Linked DNA regions of Lactuca sativa: region 1 is linked to region 2. A link is a contact called in public Hi-C data. All regions are on one chromosome and are shown on one strand. The core of a region is the stretch at or near the end of the contact, and the rest is flanking DNA. Distances in the headings are between cores, read along the strand shown. Region 1 holds the start of LOC111884393 (protein COFACTOR ASSEMBLY OF COMPLEX C SUBUNIT B CCB3, chloroplastic). Region 2 holds the start of LOC111884353 (delta(24)-sterol reductase).

Region 1 (2,700 bases), core at 133-2,632, 160 kb after region 2:
GGCTTAATTGATAATGTAGTAAAAGTTCAAGTGATTTTCTCTATTTTACCCATAAAAGTACTCCCTCCATACAAGATTTACATTAATTCCATAACATCAAAGCTAAAGCTAAGATTGTCGCTATTTGTAGTAATTGAAGGGTATTTTAGACATTTAATTAATAGTCAAAAATTTCATCTGGAATATGTATATGTGTATGGTTTAACTTCCAAGTTCTGAAATTCCACAGGATGGAGGGAGTAATAATTAAAAGTAAAAAAGAAGGGGGAAAGGAAGGTTTACATACATGGGATCTGTCAAGTTGATTGAAGCTGATAAGGGAATATCAATGCTAGGAACTGCAACTTCTAAAAGGCAACATGCTCGATATCTTTGGACTTGCTGATTTGGTTTTCTTTTTGTTGGGCATACGGATTTCTGAAACACAAGAGAGAAAACATGAGTGTTTCGACTTTCAAATGTAAAGATCTCATAAGAGTTCTTCACATTAATCACTAAATTGAAATGGGCATAGAACACGAGGAAACTTCTCAGAAACATGTAAGAAGCTAATATATGCTAATGACTTGAACTTGAACTTCAACTATGTCAACTACATGTAAATTATGAATCTCATACAGTATTTGATTGATCTATATGAAAAAAAAAACAAATATAAAAGTGGTTTTCTGTTCAATACTGAATAATAAACATCCCTTTTATGCAACATGTCCATTTCTCTTGTGGTTCGATTACGCAAAGCCATGATTTCCACAAGCGACGAATTAACCTAACAGTTTCATGTTCCCTTAAGGCTCTCACCTAGTCAATTATATTTGACAAATTTTAGTAACGAATTGGACTAATGGATCCATTCTAGTATATATGAACACGCATAAACGAAGAGAAATCTGCATTTGGACATTTATTCAACATGAAAAAAGGGAAACGATCAAAGCAGAATTAAACGAACAGATATACAAGAGCATTTGCTGCCTAGTAAAAGAAAGATGAGACGGAGAATTAGCTTACAGGAACGAATAAATTTGATCCGCCTGAGGTCGAAATTAGGTGTAGTGGTGCTGCATAACCTGCAAAATTGCAAGGAGAAAAGAAAACAGCAGATCATGAGTCGATATGTTAATCAAAAGATGAATTTGCCCAAACAATGCTTGAATTTAGACATATGTAGGTAAAACGCGAGCCCTAGCTACTGAATTAAGTATAAAAACTGTACATTTGCTCTGAATTGAACAAGATGCAGCCATTGAAGCTAAATTGGGAAGAAGGTATGATAGAACTTCCTTCTAGAAATAGAAGAGAAGGTTATCCTGGTTTTGAACGGTCTAGTCCGTCCGGGATTTTACATGAACCGAACAAAGAATTGTGATAAAAGAAAAAAAGTAATTTAGGCATGTTTTCAACTTTTCATCCACTAATATAGCCTGTGAAGTTGACAGCACGTATAATTACCTAAATACCCTCGATTCTTTAGGTAATGCTTTTTTACGTATAGAAACATGGATACCCCTATATTTTTTGCCATGTAGAAGCCATATAAATAAGAGTTACATAAATGATAAACCCTTTGAAACATACAAAAACTTTCTATGTAATTTAGGTATATTGTATTTAAGAATCATTATTTGGGGAAAATTGTGGTTATTGGCATGGAATGATTAGGCAATGATTAACTGAACATAATGGAAACGTGTTGCAATTTTGGAGTACAAGACTACTCTTTTTGAAAGAGAGTTAGTTCACTTAAATGATGGAAACATTAATAAGAAGAGGGAAACATTAATTCCACTAACCCTCGACCTCAAAGAGGGAGGGCACTACATGATGCTATTTGTTGTTCATCGACCTTTATTGTATGGCTTAATGATTGTAGTTAGAGGTAGAGGTGCACAAACACAACTGGTTTAAAAAAACGAAAAATGAAAAAAAAAATAATAATAATAAACCTGTTTAAAAAAAATAATAATGATTCAACTAAAACCGAACCGATAATTTGATATAAATTTTAACATATTGCAAACCGTTTTTTCCAACAGAACTGGTTTTTAACCAAAAACAACCGATTTTTTAAACTTAATTTCACATCAAAAAACCGAAAGAAACAAACAAATTTTAACCAAAGCCGATAACAAGAAAACATACATGTTTTATAAAAAAACCGAAACAGATTAAAACAGGCGGTTAATGTGCACCTCTGGTTATAGGTGCACAAATAGTTATAGTTTGTCCACTCGTTGGGCCAATTTTATTTCATTATATGGGCCCTTTTCTTGGTTATTTCTTGGCTTGGTTATGTCCTTCTGTAGGTTGTAGCAGTGTAGCCTGGATCTTTGTATGTATATTGTATAGTATAGGTTTCTCTTTATAACGATTAACGGTTATGAAACCTCAAGAATTTGAGTTGGAAGTCCAATTTATAATCGAGTGAAATAAAATACTTCAAAATATTTGGACCAAAATAGGCCAAAGTCTCATTGGGCCAATTTTATTTCATTAACGGGTATGAAACCTCGTGTACAATTACAATATTTGGATCAAAATACGCCAAAATTTTGCTTCTCAAAAATGCTCAAAAAACACACAACATACGAAATAATTTCATTGAATCATTCATCGTTTGCTTCCCTGAATGTCTCGTTAGTGGGGCTTGCAAACAAACCAAGACTAATAATTTCCCACACCAACACAATCACCAATCCG
Region 2 (2,700 bases), core at 69-2,568:
GACATGCATGTCGTGATAATAGTTGTGCATGGCTTCGGTTTGGGCGACTTTTAGGAGAGGGATTTTTGGTGGCATCGTCCAACCAAGGAGGAGTCGGAACCACAATTGATCAGCAAATGGAAGGATCAGCTTCGATTCCCAGAAATAACTTCGAGTATGTCTATGATAATACTCTCGAATCGGTATGTAGTCAATGAATTCGCCTTTCTTGAGTGCTGTCTGAGCGTGTTGGTAGAACCATGGCTTAAACCACAAACCGATGTAGTTGATCTTGGTCCAGTTCATCTTCGCTTCTTCCTTGGAGGCGTACTTGCCCGTCATGCAAACAGCTTCATGAGGATTGTAGATCAAAGTTTCGACAAAATCTGGAACTTTTTCGGTATCGGTATCTCCAAATTCAGGAGCAAAAGAGTCGATGTATCCCTTTGTGAGATCACTTATGTTACCTCGTACAGGTTTGTATGTTACCTTCATGTATTCTTTGATGGGTATAAGCTTGATTTCAGCACAAGTAAGCAAACCCAGGGTGCCTTGAGACCATGGAATCGCGTAAAATAGATCAGAATACTCGTTATCTTTTGTAGCACGAACAACCCGCCCATCTGCAAGAATGATCTCATAAGCAACGACTATATCAGAGAAAAGCCCGTACAAATGCGAGCTTCCCTCGAGTCCGCTGCCATTGATGAGTCCACCAACCGTAAGATCTTCGAGCTCTGGGACAACTGCAAGTGCAAGATTCATTGGTACAGTGGCCCTTGTAATCTGACCCATCTTCACTAACGGCTCACATGTTGCAATCATTCTATCATGGTCGATTGCAAGAATGTTACGAAAGTCTGAAAGGTCGACTTCAAAGCGCATAGCTCGCTTGTAGTCGACATTTCGCATGCCTACTGTAACCCAGGGCTTTCGGGCTGTACAGACAAGACCGTCTTTCGAGGGGTTCCTTTCCTTCAACCTTTTGATGACTTTTATGACGTTTTTGTTGTGTTCCTTTTGGAGCTGCTTGTAAGACTTCCGTTGTGATATAACTTGGTCAAGATATATGAACATGTCCAATATAAGAGACATTGGAAGTACAAGAAATATGACCCCAACCCATCGGAATTGGATCAGATAATCGACCCACACCTTCTTCCTCTTTGGTCTTACCAGTGGAGTCTCGTGATTCGACATTCTGGGATATCAAGATCTTGTCACTCTAACACGACACTAAAATAACACACTTTGAAGAAGGGTACTCATTGATGTTCACACTCTTGAGGGGTATGTTGCAATTCACACTCTTGAGGAGTGTAGAAATTAGAATGCCTCAAACTTCGTGTAATATATATATATATATATATATATATATATATATATATATATATATATATATATATATATATATATATATGTTCATTTGAGACCATTACTATTTTGTGAGACAAGAGGACAAGCCTTTGATGAAAACTGATCCTATGGTTCTTAAAAAAATGTGATTAAGGCTAATTAATGTGCCTGATTAGCTAATTAGGGACATGTTAGTCGTTGTTAGGTTAAAGATATCATAATCGGTTCTTGTACCAAAACTACTACCTTAGTCAACGAAATCAGATCTTCATCGCACTCAATCTTCAAATCTTCGACCAAGTATCCAGGATCTTATAGCATATATCAAAATCGCTGTTATGAGATCAAATTTTTTCGTTGATCGATCAATTATCATATGTTATCAAAACTGCAATTGTCAAAATCACGTTTTTAGTGTTCTGCAACTTCATCTTTACATTCTTCAACCATTTTCTTCCTCATCTAGAAATGATAATAAGATATATGTCAATTTTCAAAAAATATGCTTCATCAAATCACATATATCAACATCAACAAGTTATCATAAAATTATGATCGAATTTTAGCAGATCATCAATTTTCAACAAATAGAGTTAGTTTTTGTACTTTGATATTCAATTTCAGCAATTCTTCATCACATCACATATATTTAGCTGTTTCAGATCTATTTGAGCACTTTCAAGAATTAAATTCTATTTAATAGATTTATGATTTCTGTAATATGTCAAGGTTTGACTTTGAGCACTTTTAAGGTTTGATTTTCAGCACTTTTCAAGTATATGTTATGTAAAATTAACAAGGTATGTATAAAGTAATTATTCTTATTCAAATTAGTTTTAACATGGAATATATCTTTTTATCTATTAGAAATTAATTGTCATCGTACAATGAGTGAGATGGCAAACGGGCAACAAGCTGTGCCGCTAAGCCTTTTTGAATGGTAAAGCTAATTCTTTTAAGGACTACATCCGAAGATCTAGGGGATATAACATTACTATGCATGATTCGTTGTACTCTTTTAAGAAGCTCTACCGCATCCGGTGCAAGGAAACCAAACATATCAAATGCAAATGGTATGAACACGTGTTGATTTTCCAGGAACGATCTCTCATGTTTGGTGACTTTGCCTGTGGCTGCTTTTAAAGCAGCATGTCCCGCTGTGAAACCCCTAGCCCTCAAGCCCACGAGAGGGGATACCCTTGTAAGATCCACACATGCGTGTTTCCCTCCGACCTATCCAAAAATCAAAATGTCAGCTGGTCTGAGGGTTGACCTTCCTTCTGTCGGGTCAGTCAAGAAATTAACAGGTGCCTCTTTCTTAGCAGAAATCCCGACACGCTTAAATATGTCAAATAAAACATCCCT

Evidence for each region. A called contact is a pair of places that touch in the nucleus more often than the background predicts.
Region 1: a contact with region 2 is called in a Hi-C map of leaf, with 8 times the contacts expected there. The contact joins the promoter of LOC111884393 here to the promoter of LOC111884353 in region 2. A contact is called at or near these places in 2 of 4 Hi-C or Micro-C datasets (leaf and seed).

The regions. Positions count from the first base shown.
Region 1 is chr3:47,532,226-47,534,925 of Lsat_Salinas_v11, forward strand. It overlaps LOC111884393 (protein COFACTOR ASSEMBLY OF COMPLEX C SUBUNIT B CCB3, chloroplastic), which reads right to left and starts at 1,383. Exons shown (of 4, transcript XM_052769243.1): 1 at 1,217-1,383; 2 at 1,012-1,070; 3 at 287-417. The coding sequence starts at 1,247. LOC111884352 (pentatricopeptide repeat-containing protein At1g09220, mitochondrial) reads right to left here. Exons shown (of 1, transcript XM_023880659.3): 1 at 2,587-2,700.
Region 2 is chr3:47,369,741-47,372,440 of Lsat_Salinas_v11, forward strand. LOC111884353 (delta(24)-sterol reductase) reads right to left here and starts at 1,319. Exons shown (of 1, transcript XM_023880661.1): 1 at 1-1,319. The coding sequence starts at 1,179.